3 separate regions of the Mus musculus genome follow, and all the other regions are linked to region 1. The links are chromatin contacts, called in public capture Hi-C maps. All regions are on one chromosome and are shown on one strand. Each heading gives the region's core, a stretch centred on a gene start, on an enhancer-like site or on the middle of the called end of the contact. The rest is flanking DNA. Distances are from core to core; before and after follow the strand shown.

Region 1 (5,118 bases), core at 972-3,471:
TCACCTTTGGGGCAAGGAAGTGAGGCAGGCGCGCGGTAAATGCTTTGTAAGAGGACAAACAGTGAGGCCAGAAATAGGCCCCAGGCTCAGCTAAAGGCCTCTGTGTTTGTGCCCCTGCAGGCGAGCAGCTGCGGTTTGCTTGGTTTCCTCATATCTCAGGCAGCCCTCTCAGCTAGACGTTTGTGTAGAAGGAAGTTTCCACAGACTTCTTCTAGGCCTCCCCCAAGTGAGTGCCAATGGAGTGCTAAAGAAAGGTGCTGGAAGGGAGGGATACATGTGGTGGTGGTGGTGGGGTGGGGAACTGGAAAAAAAAGGGAGACCCCCGGGGGAAGAGATACCATCTCCTCTCCCAAGCTCTGATCCATACTTCCGGGTTCCTTCTGCTTCCCTGCTTTGTACTGTTGGACAACATGGAGGATGAACGGAAGCCCGTGAGCTCCAAGTCCTTAGCCTTGCTCTGCTGCTGATTGGGTTCATGTCGCCAAGCGTTCCCAAGAGCCCACTATGTGGCAGGCAATGTGCCAACAGGACAACTTGCTTCCTTTCCTTATGATCTCTTATAGGCCATTTGATTGCCATTTAATAACATAAAAAAAAATACACTCCATTTTGTGTGTTTTCAATGAGCACTGAGAACCATCGAGCAGGCCTCCCACGCCAAGACTGTGGAAAGTCTTCGGAGGTGATAACCGGTCCTGGTTGTTGTCATTTGTATCGATTTGTTTTGCCCCTCCTGGTGGGCTGGGTCTCCTCAATGGTAGGTCAAAGACTTTACATTGGTTTGTGTCTTTTGGGAACAGCAACATTGGCCCACAATCAATGATGCTTTTTGAAAACAAAGCACCCAACTGAACTGGGCTTGCAGGACCTGGCCCCTGAATGATGACGAGCAGACTCATTCATTTAGAGGGCTTCTTTTAAACACAGGTGCAGGCATGGGGCTGCTGCTCCCTTTGGGTGGCCTCAGGTTTCTCATATTTGGCCAGAGTCTTTGCGGCAGCGTGGAAAGACTTTGATTGAGCTCTACTTTCTAGGCTTTTAGGGCAGTCATAAGGTTTGGACCCAACCTGGCATTCATGGTATATTCCATCCATCTTGGGGAAAATATATATATATGTATATATATGTACACACACACACACACACACACACACACACACACACGATAGTAATGTGATAGTTTGATATAGAGATACTGCTGAATGTAACCATTGTTCAAGGTCAATGTAGTAAACCTGGAGGATAGGATAATGACTATATTTCTACTCTGCTCACTGTCTGCTAGAGGCTAATCAAAATATCTCGTCTTCCCCTCAGAAGCAGATGGCATGATGATTGAGATTATGCATGCTTAATGTAGGAAGCTTTGCTACCTACATGCCCCAAATCATGGACATACTGGCAAATAGGAGCTGGGATTTGAACCTGGCAGCTGTGTTTGTGATGTTCTTCACCCCTGTCTCCTATCTGGTTTGAGAGACATATCTTGGAGCTGTTTGCAAAGTTTATTTTCTCTCTGATTTTGTTTCTCTTAATTTCACTGTGTGTTTGCACCAGCATTTTCCATTGTTATTGTTATTATGTGACATAATTATATGTAAGGAACAGAGGCAGAGAGCTGACTATTTCTCTGAAAATCAAAAGGGGATATTTGGGGGGAAAACCAAATTGAGAAATGGCTGAGTTTATGGCCACTAACATCTGTTCTTCTAAGGAACTTTAATTGGTGTTGTGTATGATGTGTTTGTATGCATGTATTGTTTTGTTTTGTTCTGTTTTTTTGTGGGTTTTGTTTTATTTTGTTTTGTTGGTTTGTTTGTATGTTTTTCTTTTGTTTGTTTTCTTCCCAAAGACTTTTTACTTCCTGGAGATTGGAACTGCCATTGCTGTGTAAAAGACATAGCCTGTACATCATCTGTGATACCAGAGACAGGCTTAATGTCCTCCCAAACACAAATGCAAGCCAGCAGTATCCATGATAAATGTTCTTTCCTCCCTGACCCGCTATAATTCGGAGAGTGGCCAAGGTCATTTTCATGTCATTTTCCTGCCAACCTCGACTCCTGAAAGGCTTTTTAATAACTGACTCCAAAGAGCCTTTGCTCTAACTAGTTCTGCTCTACACTGCCCCCTAGCGCTACATCCATGACCTGTGCCTAGGCCACTCCCTGCTTCTGAACTTGCCAGCCCTTCTTGCCCCCAGAAGCATGACAAAGAAGAACTTCTGGTGCTACTGGTTGCACCCAGTCCTATCTGCCAGCATTTCTACTTCCTCCAAGTAAGCAACACTTCAGCCAGGCGGGTTTAGAGTTCCTTCCTCCTAATTCCTCCACATAGTTCCATTTCCGCATTGTTCTTTAGTCCAGGGGTGCATAACCCTACTTTCAACTTCCCAAATGTTTCCCAAGCAGCCATATGTCATGAGTATTAATGTCATGAGTAGAAATCTGGAGCCAGACGTCTGGGTAGATGTGCTCATTCTGCCCAGGAATGGTTTCCTAAGTGTGCCGCCACACAGTGGCTTAGAGCTCAAGCTTAGGCTCTAGGTTTGGTATAACATTGAGCTGACACTATGTTGATATTCTTTAAAAAAAAACTGATACTATGTATTAGCTTAATATTTTTCAGGAAATTCAATATATGTAAAATTCATGTTAAATTCACAGCTCATACCATATAAGGAATAAACTCCAGCATAGAACAACAAGGAAGAGGAGGCAGAAAGAATGTAAGAGCCAGAGGGCAGGGAGGAGTGCCTCAAAACACTTCCCTCCGGGAGTGACAGGGTGAGTCATTCATGAGCTCACAGCAGCTGTGCTTACCTGCATGGGGCCTGCACAAGAGCAGGCCAGACAACATTCTACTGTAGATAGGGTCCATGAGCTCTAGGCCCTACTTCTTAGTGGCAGTGGATAGCTGCTGGAGGAGGGAGATTCATTCATTTTAAGGATGTGGCCACATGAAGCTTTCCCATACTGTAGTGGATGACCCAGACCCATACATGTGGGCATCACTAACTGATCTTGGAAAGTTATTTTAAAAATTATGGAAGTAGGAAGATCAATTGAGGAGAATAAGGGGGAATTTGGAGGGGGAAATGGGCCTAAATGTGATATTTCACTATACACATATATAGCATTTTTAAGAATAAAGGAAATGTAGAAATTCATTGCAGACATAAACATAAAATCACAAAAGTTGTAGAAATGAACAGAAGAGAAAATGATTCTGTTTTTCGTGGGAAGAATTAGAATAATGTTCTTGTTTTTGACACAGGGTTGCTCTATTTAGTCAAGATTAGCCTGGAACTGCTGATCTCCCTGACAGCCCCCCCCCCAAATACTGGGATTACAGGCATATAACACGCCATCTTGCTAGCGAGTATTTCTTAAATGTGCCACTGAAGTCATACCCCATAAAAGAAAGCATTGACAAGTTCAATTTTGAAACCAATTGCTTCTGCTCCGAAAAAAAAAAAAATGGTAAGAAAATGTAAAGATATGGAGTAAAGAATATAAGTGTGTATTGAGAATTTACCCAAAATGTGTTCAAGAGAATGAAAGTATACAACCCTCACTGGGCACAGTGCTGTATGCCTGTATGTTTAGCATTTATGACACTGAGGCAGTTAGGAGTATTATGTGTCCAAGGATAGCTTGGGCTACATAAAGAGATACTCTCAAGAACAATAATGTAGGTCAAGTAATAAAGACAAATAAAAAATTGAAAAGATAATTTACAAAACAACTTCCAAAAGCTGTATTTTTGGTACACAGCAAAGCTGCAAAGAAGCTTAGGTACCGTTCGACACACACACAAAAATGAAGCTGCGGCTGCCATTTTGAAATTCTGGGGTTGCAGGGGGAGGGGCACTGCCAGAGCAGGACTAGTCACATTGGAAGTGGTTACTAAATAAAACCTACTATCACCCCTGTTTTGTTGTTTTGCTGTATTCGACAGGGTGTCCATGTATAATCCAGGCAACATTCAGCCTCCCAATTGGGAGAATTTAGAGGTATAAGCCACCAGGCCTGGCGTGTCACCCTAGCAGCAGGAAGCAGAAACTCAGTGAGTTGATTGTGCCCTACAGCTGTCACATGACAGACACAGAGCAACGCGACTCACTTTCACTTCCCGTGAGAATGAATGTGAACTGTCCCAGTGGCCCTGCCCCTTCTTAGCAGCACGTGGGAACAACTGGTGGCCACGTATTCTGTGGCAGGACTAAAAAGCCTGCTCGAACACCTATTGTTTCTTTTCCCTATGTCTTAGAAGTAAGCTGAGCACAGGTTTTGTCACATTAGATAAATGAGAAAAGTAAGGAAGTAAGCAACTTGTCTAAAGGCCAGATCCAGGTAGGAGCTTTACAGAAACAAAGATGCCTGCAGCACCGTCCATGTCTCTTTGCATTCCGACATCCACTTCTCCCTTCCTGCAGAAAAATGCTAACAAACGCATAGCTGGTCTCTGTGGGGAGGGCTGCTTCCGCCAGACAGTCTTGCTTTTCCCTGCAGATCCCAGGATGCCTTGCAGGAAGGGCTGCAGTAGCCCCCTACCCTCCCCAAAAGAAATGATTTCGTGTTCTTCTGCTTTAAGAGGTCGGCACTGGAGGCCCTGCCTCACTGTTGCTAATGTCAGCTTCCAGTCACCCCTTCATTTATTCCATAAGCATACATTCCAAATCTAGTAATTTTGCTGTGAGCTTGAGAAGGAGGAAGTGCGAAGGTGGAGAGAGATGAAAAAAAAAAAAAAAGACCTACAAAGGTATTCATTTTATCCGTAGGGATTATGGAAAAGACTGAAAAGTGTTCAGAGAGTCGCAATCACAGAAGTGCTGAAAGCCAGGTATGGGAGCCAAGGAAGGCAGCAAAAGCCGAGCTTGGGCAAGAAAGAGACTGTCCTCTCACGAGGGGGCACGTGCGCTGAGAAAATTGGCAAGCACTGCAAAGGGCTTCTCCCCACCCCACAAGTCAGTCACTGTCACTTCTCAGCGCACCTCAGGTTTAGCCCTCCTTTAAGAAAAGCCTCAGGAATGTTTTTTCTTCCTTGATAGTAGAGGTGAACAAAGTGAAGCTTTGAGGCGGTGACGAGCTCTGTAAATAAGCTCACCCAGCTTTT
Region 2 (5,118 bases), core at 1,266-3,765, 700 kb before region 1:
AAGTGTCTCATAACCCGGGGAAGTGGACTTTTGGCTATCTCTATTCTTTTCATTGTGGCTTTGGTAAGAAACTTTTAAAAATTATTATTTTATATGTACAAATGCTTTATCTTTATATATTTTGTACATTGGCATACCTGGTGTCCTTAGGGGCCAGAAGAGGGCATTGGATCACCTGGAACTAGAATTATGGATGGTTGTTAGATGTCATGTAGGTGCTGGAAATCAAACCCAGGTCTTATGGAAGAACAGCCATTGCTCTTAACTACTGAGATATTTCTCCATCCCTAACTAAAACAACTCTTACACAGCATGGTCTGAAGAAGTTGACCAGAAAGTATTCCCATAGAAGCTGGGAGGAAAACACTGGGGATAGCATGTAGTATTCTGGTACAATTCCTGGAGACATTTGTATGACCCTGGCTAAGGCTGTCTTAGTCTTTACTGGATCCAGACACTGGTGGGTCCTCTTCCCCAGCAAAAGCATAATTCTGCTAGATGGGCAGGATGATCCTCAGTAACAAACATTTGAAAAGGAACAATACTGATATACTTAAAAACATTCTGGCAATATGCAGTATCTTTGCCGTGTCAATCTCCCATGTTCCTAAGTGGCCAGACTTTCACTCTCTTGTTTCCATTTCTCTGTTTACATTATTTAAAGTGTAATCTGAGGCTGGGACCTGAAAGAGATTTAAGGATGACAGAACATGTGGAATGCTAAGCCTAAGGTGTATGTAAATTAGCAAAATGCTCTATTCAAGGCCAGCTACTCTTTGGGTATTAGTCAGAGTCAGATATGGGCTATTATTAAAGAGCTTTATCCCTTATTAATCTCTAAGTGCAATGATTTATTTCTCAGTGGGATGACATACTATTTCTGTAACAGCATCACCAAAATTTATAACCTGTGATGGTTAATATTGATTGTCAGTTTAGAATCACCTATGAGACAAGCCTCTGGGCCAGCTGTAAGAGAATGTCTGTGGGATTATCTAAGTTTCAATTGGGTGGGAAAATCTACTCAGAATGGGGGCAGCACCATTCCTTGGGCTAGGGCCCAGGACTGAATAAAAAAGAAAGAGGAGGATGAGCAAGAGCATTCATTAAGCAAAGCTCCAGGATGCCTGGTGAAGTTTGAATGTGAAATAAACATGTTTAATTCATACTAAGAAGTCTATTTATCTCAAATAAAGGCATCCTGTACTTTATCCAGTAAACCTCTCTTCTGTGAGCTCTTCAATCCCAGCTAAAGCCTGCTTTCAGCTTTCCTTGAGGGTTCATCCCTCCAACAATAGTAATGTATCCGATCTTTCTCATGTACATTTAGCTTTGTAGGGGAAGTCAAGACTATGCAGAGGCCTGGTGGAGCTGTTGGAAGGGAGAAGTTATGATGTGAGTACCCCAGAAACTGAGAACATAGGGGTTATTTGCAAATCGAGTGTTTGCAAACAGAAGACTTCTCATTGGTGGGAGAGTCAATGTAAGACAATGCTGACCAGGTGAGCTGTCATCAATCTGGGGGTCCCCAAGCACTATAGCTCTGGTAGCACCAATATCTACAATCCCATGATGAAAAAATAAAAAGGAGAATCTTGTGTTCATTTTCAAGACAGTTTCTCCAAAGATGCATTCCATCTTGTTAAACTTGTCCACTGCCCTTGAATCTTTAGTGATGGGCTCACTAGAATGACTAATGTGTGGGATATTTTCTTTTTACCCCAATTGCTAGCTCTAACAGGGGTTCTTGGTAGAGATCAAAGCTTCCTGACTGCTGGTGCAGGCTTGCAAGGAAATAACTTGGGAAGGAATTTATTCTAAGGAATATGTTTTAATTCAAGGCTGAGCCTGTATATCCCAAAGGAAATACAATTCTACTGGTGAGGACATGGCGTCTGGAGATGTATAGCAGTTGTTGCAGTTACGTAGCTGGTCTTCATGAGATCAGGATTCAATATGTGTTCCAGTGTCTGCAAGCCAAGTACTCCACGCAAGGGGGACCCAGGGCCCATCAACAAAGTTGAAACAGACACCACAAAAGCCAGGAAGTTTATGGCTCAGAACTAATGTTGAGAACAATCCAAGGCCAGGTGGTCAGAATGAATTCCTTGGATAATAGAAAGGATGAGAAAGTCTTGTGTTTAGATCATTACCTTTACACTCATAGTGATTTTGATCCTCATCGGAGAGATAACTCTACTATAGCTCCAGTGTAGATAGAGGTCTTATTACCTTTAAAAGATTTATTTTCTATCAAAAAAGTAAAATGAAAACTACAGAGGACTGTGGCTGGCAAGCTGGCACAAAGGGAGGTCTCAGAGACCCCCTCATCCCCCCACCTTCCTCTCCTTCCCATCTCCCTCTCTCAGAAAGAAGAGGGTACATATAAAAGAGGCACACTGGGACACATTTCCTGGGTCATGTGGGAAAGAGAAGGATGAGGAGGAAGTCGACGCTATACCAAGTTACTCATCCATCAGAGGCCACCCGAAGGTCGAAGGTTCCCAAAGATGGTAAACAACCATGACCTAAGCAGGAACAGGCATTAGCATCTAGTAAGTAGTAACAGCCTTCTCTACTCCCGGAACAAGCTGTAGTGAAATTTAAATACCATTGTCTCGATCAGCAGGATGCCAGTCAAAATCATCTTCTCTATCCTGTTTCCAATCACAGACCCCAAGATCAAAGCTGCAGTCAACTGAGATGTTTAAGTCTGCATAAAAAAAAAAAAGAAAGAAAGAAACGAAGAAAGAAAGAAAGAAAGAAAGAAAGAAAGAAAGAAAGAAAGAAAGAAAGAAAGATCAGCACCATTAAGAACATTACAACAGTAGCTAATTTGCAACTCTGGAAGGCAATGTCATGGGTTTAGGCGAGTAGAATATAGATCATATTAATTGGCAAGCTTGCAGGTGTAGATTAAACCAGATACACTATTTCTTTTTTTAGACTTTAAAACTTTATGTGTATGCATGTTTTGCCTGCAGGTACATTTGTGCACCATGTGTGTGCCTGGTGCCCATGGAGGAGAGGGCATTATTATCTCCTGGCACTGGAGTTACAGATGATTCTGAGCTACTGCGTGAATGGGAACAGAAGCCGGGACCTCTGCAAGAGCAGCACTTGCACTTAACCCACTGAGCCATCTCTCCACATAACCTATTTTTTGAGTCTATAAAGGCATGCTCAACAAATTCTGTTGTAATCTTTGAGAATAAAACCGTAGGGGCTAGAAAGATGGTTCCGCAAAGCAGGGAATGAAACAGGCTGTTTACAAAACTCAAGCCAGAGACTGAAAACAAAGCTCAGAAACAAGTGTTTGTGGGATGCTCAGCCATACATAGAACATCTAAGTCACACCCCTCTCTACAAGGTTCAGGTATTCCGTAATAGTGAGAGAAAGCAGACCAACACACACATCAAATCAGTATTTCCCCTGCCCTACAACATCTCCAAACCAGATAGTTATAGATAGCCCCTGTGCCCCTAAGGTAGTGGCTCTCAACGTTCCTGTCAGGACCCCTGGCTCCGCCAACCATAAAATCATTTTGTTGCTACTTTAGAACGATAAACTTGCTATTGTTATGAATCATAATGTACATAGCTGATATGCAGGATATCTGATATGTAACCCTGTGAGAGGTTGAGAACCACTTTTCTTAAGGCCTTCTGGAAGTATTCAAATGATCCAATCTTATGTGGTCTCTCCTGCCCCGTCCCCCTTGCCTTTATTCTTAGAGAAACCTTAAAGACCTTTGGCCTAGTTTTCCACTAGGTCCTCCCCTTGCTCAGAGTGTCCCCCTTCTCTTGGGAGTGTACATAATAAATCACAGTTTCAATGGCTTTGGCCTCATGTTGTCACCTAGTCACCTCCACTAGTGCAAATCCAATGGGCATTTCATGATTCCAATCAACACTCTTTGTTAGACATTTGCCAGGGGCATATTGGATCAAATAAGCTGACCTACTGACAGGTTTGAACATGTTTCATTTTGTTGTTGTTGTTATTTGTTATGGCACAATGGATGTGGAGTTCAGATGTATCAGAGGAATACGTGGGGACTCAGCCAGTGCAGGACTTGAACCAGTGTCTCAGGTTACCTTTACATATAGCAGAGGTCTGCAAGCTAGCACCTTGGCCTACTGTCTATTTCGTATGGTAGCATACCATTCCGCTTACTTAAATGGTATCTTATTCCCTTAAGCTACAAGGACAAAGGGACCCTTGAGCTACAGAGACCAGGTGGCTCCCAAGGCTTCACCTGTTTGCTCTCTGGCCCTTTCCACAGAAGAGTGTGCTGACTCATGAAGTAAGATAAGGGTGAGACTGCACTGTGAGAGGACAAAGGCCGAGGGGCCTTCTGATTTAAAACTAAGGCTGGTCTCTCATGTCGGTTTGAGGGATTCAGCTGCTTATGCCAAAGGATCAATGATCAGAAAGAGGATAAGCAGCCCCCCTTTCTCTCCCCAACTGGCCGAAACTCATCACCACGCAGATCAGAATGGTTGCCAACTTACAGAGCTCTGCTTGCCACTGCCCCCAGCATGCTGGGATTAGCATTCTGTGCGCTCTCTTGATAGGCCATCCTTTGTTTTGGTTTGGTTTGGTTTGCTTGCTTGTTTTTGGAGACAAGGTTATTCTGTGTAGCCTTAGCTACCCTGGAATTGACTCTGTAGGCTAGACTGGCCTCAAACTCACTCAAACTCAAGATTTACTTGCCTCTGTCTCCGGAGTGCTGAGATTAAAGGTGTGCGCCACCCCTGGCCTAGCTCCTTAATTTTTTTTTTTTTTTTTTTTGAGGCAGGGTTTCTCTGTATAGCTCTGGCTGGCCTCGAACTCACTTTGTAGACCAGGCTGGCCTCGAACTCAGAAATCTGCCTGCCTCTGCCTCCCGAGTGCTGGGACTAAAGGTGTGCGCCACCACGCCCGGCCTTAAATTTTTTTTTAAATTACATTTTAACTATGCATTGGACAGTTTGTGGAAGTCAGCTCGGTCCTTCCCCCATGTGGTTCTTGGGCATCTAAATCAGGTCATCAGACTTGGTGGCAGGTACTTTTTACCTTCTGAGCCATCTTGCTGGGCCAGATGCTGGTTTTTGTTAGTGTGTTTGTTTGACTCA
Region 3 (5,118 bases), core at 1,941-4,440, 610 kb before region 1:
AGGCCACAAATTAAATCAACTAGCTAAATCCAGATGTCTAAATAATCCCAAGGATAATCACATTTTCTTTAAAAATTTTTTTACATTTCTTTCTTTATTTTAAGAGTACAAATGCTTTGCCTGTGTGTGTGCCTGTGCATCACATGTGTGTGTGGTATGCATGGAGGTCAAAAGTGGGCATTAGATGCTTTTGAGGCATGATGTGTAGGGGCTAGGAACTGAACCTGGGTTCTCTGCAAGAGCAACAAGTGTTCTTAATCTCTGAGTCATCTCTCTAGCCCCCAACAATCATATTTTCATTGATTGCTTGAGTTGATTCAATTTTTTGTTGCTTAAAAACTTTTAAAGCCAGTCTTCCTTTTTTAATATCCCTTAGGCACCCACTGTCCCCTCTTAGACATTTTGGTACCATTCCTATATCTATAGATGATTCATTTCTAGAAGTAAATGTGGATCTTGCATTCAAATCATTTTTTCACTAACTTGACTCAGAATGTGATGGACTAAAAGTCTATCCTACAAAATTCATCTTCAGCGAGTTGAGGTGACATTTGACCTGTATTTGTGAGTCTAAAGAAGAAAGGAGTGTGGAGTGGGGCTCTGAGGAAATTGCTTCGTCTATGAAAATGCATGCAATGGAAGTATGAGGCACTGCATTTGATCTCCGGAACCCCTGAAGAAATGCTGGCCATAGTGTTTTATGCTTGCAAACCCAGTGCTGGAGAAGCGGAGACAAGAGTGGGACTTGATGGCCAGCCAGTCTAGCCTAGTTCCTGAGTTTCTAGCCAATGAGAGACCCTGTCTCAAAGAGGGTAGAAAGCCTTTTGAGGATGACACCCAAGATTGTTCTATGGCCTCCACATGTGCATGCACACACACAGACATGCAAACCTGCATACACAGAAACATATATACACAAATGCACATATACACATAAAATAAATAAATCATTACATTAAAGAAGGTAAGTGGTGTACTTCAGTGGGAGACATTCAGATAATCAGTGAGTCAGGGATTCCTGTGCCAAAGGGAAAACCTTTTATGACTTATTTGTAATATGCTTGTTGGTTTAATTCTTCCAAATCTTGCAAGTACAGCTCTCTCTGGCAACTCCAGTCCATCTCAGAAAGACAAATCCTAGACTGCCCCCAGTTAGCAATTTTAAGAAAGTAAAAAACAAAACAAACAAACAAAACAAAAAACCCCAAAAAACTTCCGGGCGTGGTGGCACATGCCTTTAATCCCAGCACTTGGGAGGCAGAGGCAGGCGAATTTTGGAGTTCGAGGCCAGCCTGGTCTACAGAGTGAGTTCCAGGACAGCCAGGGCTACACAGAGAAACCCTGTCTCAAAAAACCAAAACCAACCAATCAAACAAAACCCATGCTTAATAAGGAATAGCCATCAGCATTTTCCAGACTGTGCCAAAGAGTGAAAGATAGAATTTTCTAGAATTTATTAAACCTGCTATAATAATTAGGGAATTTATAAACTACATCTTAAAAAATATCTTTTCTTCATTCCACTGAGAATTTTCTACAATGAATTTTTGATCATATTCATACTTGTCCCCCATCTTGTCAATATGCAGCCCTGGTTGACTGGTACGTGCTATATAACCCAGAGTGGCCTCAAATTCACAGCAATCTTCTCACCTCAGCCTCTGGAGTTCTGGGATTACTGGTGAAGAGGTTAGCTCAGGAACTTTAGAAAATTCCACCAGACCCCCCCCTCCAGACCATAGGGAGAAGGAACCAAGCATTGGAGCTCATAGACATGTACCAAGACTGTTGGCCACCCACCTTATTCCCTATAGACCAATCAGTTTAAAAGTCACACTGTTCTGCCAATCACATTGTGCCTAATGGCTGCTGCCTGGGGAACTGTGTAAAGGCTCACTGGACGGGCTGTGCATGGTCGTTCTCTCCCCATGTGCAGGGCACCCCTAACATGTTGGAATAATAAACTCCTCTTGCTTTTTGTGTCGATTCCTGGCTCTGAGCCGTTCACTCAGGGAGTCCCCAGTAAGCTAAGGCTAGCCAGAGTCTTAGACTGGCATGTGCCACCACACCTGGCAGAATCTAAATCATAAAAAGAAAACCCAACCAAATCCTAGTTAGGGTTACTGTTATGAAACAGATGAAACACCATGACTGAAAGCAAACTGTGTAAGAAGAGGTTTATTTTGCTTACATTCCTTATAACTGTTTATCATTGAAGGAAGTCAGGACAGAAATTCAGAACTGGAACCTGGAGGTAGAAGCTGATGCAGAGGTCACGGAGGAGTGCTGCTTACTGGTTTGATCCTCAGGGATTGCTCAACCTGCCTTCTTATATAACCCAGGACCATCTGATCAGGGATGGCACCTTCCACATTGGGCTGAGACCTCCCTCATGGATCACCATTTAAGAAAATGTCCTATAGGCTTGCCTACAGATTTATCTTATGGAGGCATCTTCTCAATTGATGTTTTCCCCTATCTAATGACTCTAGTTTGTATCAAATTGACATAAAATTAGCCAGCACAACAATCATCACAGGCAGGGTATACCACAAACAGAAATGATTGAGGAAAAAGACTAAGGTTTGTTAATAATCAGAACAGAGAATCTGGATGAAAAAACTTACCGTTCCAATAAAGCTGGCTTGAAATGCTGCTGAGTCCAGCATAGCTTTGATAGGGTTGGAATGATATGGTCCCAGCCCCTGGAACAGGGTCACCAGCGTATGGGCCTCCACATGGCTGCTTTGGGTGTAAGGCTTGTTGGTATAATAATGCACGTATTTCCTCATTCCTCTTTTATGGAATGCCACCCTACTTGTTAATGTTAATGTCTCCATGGTAATCAGAGGCAGCATGAGTCCGGGAGGTGAAAGAGTGTCTAATGTCTCAGCAAAATGGTGAACGATGGGACCTTCAGGACAACCCTTAAGGCTGTGGGAAAGAGCTCCAAATTCATGAATCCAAAAGTATACAATTTTTCAACTATGCAAAATATAAGGATGTAATATGAATTAGATGAGGGGCTTCAAGGAACTAAAGGAGCAAAAGCAGCTGCACTGAGGACCAAGTTGTCAGAAAGATGCTAAGGAAGGAGATAGAGATCTCAGGAGATCCCATCCCGCTCAGTTTCTTTGCTTATACTTACAAAGGCAGCCGGATTCCTGAGTTCAAAGTGAGCCTGAGACAGAAGGAATTTAGGTCCAGGGCCAGGCAAGGTAGAAACGGTAATTTCAGGGTGGGGTTCCACCCAGCTATTTTATTCCCAGTGTTTAACAAAGGCAAGCAGATCTCTGGATTCTTTTGAAAGGTTAAAAAAAATGTGTGCTTGCAGTCTAATGAGAATTGAGGGTCTGATGTCTTTGGGTGCTGATTTGTAGAATAATCAAAAGGAAACCTGCAGTGAATGACTGAATTGATATGTAAAATAAAAGAGTGGGCTTATGCTCTCCACTAGATGAGCTGTCCAGAGAGTGTTTTAGAACAAGAGAGAACTACTTGGAAATCTGTCTCGATGAGAAAATCGAGAAAGAGCTATCTGGAGATCCCCAGGAAAAGCAGAACAGAGAGAAAACTGGCTAGAAAGCTGGTTTGAGCAGAGCGTAGGCCACCAGCTAGTAACCCATGAGATGACTTTGAATCATTTGTTTCTCTGCTCTCAAACACTCTGAGAACCCTTCTCCAAGCTGAGGCTGGTCCTTGGCAAAATGCAAAACAGCATGGGAGAAAACTCACACCTGGGCTAGCAAACCGAAGTAAGACCTAGAGAGGGGTATGGATTAAGCTTGGTCGGTCAGAAAGGGAACAAGGATTATATTAGGGACAATGCCCACGGGAGAAAATATAGACAATGTTAGGCAATGCTGGAGTGGAAGTGTGTGAAGGACAGAAGGGAGGAAGGTTGCTTGGAGCATCCTAGAATACAACCAAGAAGGGTGGCAGAGTGGCCTGAGTATTTTGGTCTCAGAGTCCACCGTCAGAAGAAAAGTAATTTCTCTTAACAGTGGATCTCTTAAATCATGTCCCAACTCAATCAGCAGCAGGAAAAGTGACTTGGGTGTACACATTTTGATAGATTGCAGAGACAGCCACCAGGCCCCTGGGTTACTAATGTTTTCTATAGCTAGAGGTGTCTAAGATACATCCAGATGATGGTCATAGGCCAGGCCAGACATTTTTCTTATGCCTTTTTGCTTAGGAATCACCCATTTCCATTTGAGATCACATTCAGAGTTGATGTACAAGTCAGTCCGTCTCAAGACTGAGGAGATGGCTTAATTGGCCAAATAGGCGCTTCTTGGGCATGAGGACTGGATTTTGGATCCCTAGCACCCATTTGAAAAGCTGGGCATGCCTGGAAGGCCAGCCCGAAGGAGGAGGAATGATGATTCCTAGAGCTTGCTGGCAGCCTGTCTCGATGCATAGGTGAACTTCAGGTCCAGTGAGAGGCCCTGGCTCAAAAAACAAAAACATTAAGGTGGATGTATTTTGTGGCCCTTACTTTTGCAGGGGAGAGAAAAGGGAAGGGAGAGAGGGAGGGAAGGAGAGAGACACAGACAGAGACAGAGAGACAGAGTGCAAAACATCAGTACATTAGGTATTGATAATATCCAGCAGAAACCGAGAGAGGAAATGCACAGATGGAGTTCTAAGCTGGGAGAGTTCAGGGCAACAGATGGAGATAACACCATCAAATGGGGTGCTCACTGCATGGAGCAAACAATCACCTGGAGAGTTTGAGGCAGTCAGCTGATGCTGCTGACGGAGCTTTTGCTTCATGGATGAACTTCCGGGTTTCATTTTCCACTGAAGGCACGTTTGGACTGTGGGATAAGCCACGGGAATGCCTGTTGGACACAGTTGCCTTTTAGCTAGTCTCAAGGACACTGTTTTCCTTCAGGCGGTTTTGCTGTTCTCTTCCTGAAACCATTTAGGAGTTCAGAGCAGGTTCATTCTCTGCTACTTAATGAGCGAAAAGGCAGGAAAAGTTTGCGAGGCAAGCAAACCCAACGTTTATTCAAGGAGATCAATTTGACTAGAGTTTAAAAGAAAACCACAGGGCAGGGAAGCTGTAAATCTCAGCAGCCAACTTGGAGGAGGAGAACAAAGAGGAGAAGG

Evidence for each region. Capture Hi-C pulls out chosen DNA fragments and counts their contacts.
Region 2: a capture Hi-C map of embryonic stem cells shows a contact between it and region 1, with 6 times the contacts expected there. The contact joins two enhancer-like sites. A contact is called at or near these places in 13 of 39 promoter capture datasets (the 3T3-L1 cell line, 3T3-L1-derived adipocytes, the C10 cell line and 9 more), 2 of 15 datasets of contacts at CTCF or cohesin (pro-B cells and stem cell-derived epiblast-like cells), 32 of 484 Hi-C or Micro-C datasets (the AML12 cell line, the Ba/F3 cell line, the G1E-ER4 cell line and 13 more), 6 of 115 datasets of contacts at active chromatin or transcription factors (embryonic stem cells, epiblast stem cells and trophoblast stem cells) and 3 of 9 other capture datasets (adipose tissue, embryonic stem cells and liver).
Region 3: a contact with region 1 is called in a capture Hi-C map of embryonic stem cells, with 10 times the contacts expected there. The contact joins two enhancer-like sites. A contact is called at or near these places in 1 of 15 datasets of contacts at CTCF or cohesin (large pre-B cells), 2 of 484 Hi-C or Micro-C datasets (3T3-L1-derived adipocytes and the HPC-7 cell line), 9 of 115 datasets of contacts at active chromatin or transcription factors (all in embryonic stem cells) and 1 of 9 other capture datasets (embryonic stem cells).

Annotation. Positions count from the first base shown.
Region 1 is chrX:167,227,225-167,232,342 of GRCm38.p6, forward strand. No RefSeq gene overlaps it. Among named protein-coding and RNA genes, the nearest start is that of Tmsb4x, 21 kb to the left of the region's middle. Within about 2 kb of position 2,222, at least 76 of the 459 cell types and tissues checked have an H3K27ac peak or open chromatin away from gene starts, as enhancers often do. A contact at or near this core is called in embryonic stem cells, where this site is marked.
Region 2 is chrX:166,529,361-166,534,478 of GRCm38.p6, forward strand. Egfl6 (EGF-like-domain, multiple 6) reads right to left here. Exons shown (of 12, transcript NM_019397.3): 10 at 2,612-2,713. Among named protein-coding and RNA genes, the nearest start is that of Tceanc, 21 kb to the left of the region's middle. Within about 2 kb of position 2,516, at least 9 of the 459 cell types and tissues checked have an H3K27ac peak or open chromatin away from gene starts, as enhancers often do. A contact at or near this core is called in embryonic stem cells, where this site is marked.
Region 3 is chrX:166,615,936-166,621,053 of GRCm38.p6, forward strand. No RefSeq gene overlaps it. Among named protein-coding and RNA genes, the nearest start is that of Egfl6, 33 kb to the left of the region's middle. Within about 2 kb of position 3,191, at least 11 of the 459 cell types and tissues checked have an H3K27ac peak or open chromatin away from gene starts, as enhancers often do. A contact at or near this core is called in embryonic stem cells, where this site is marked.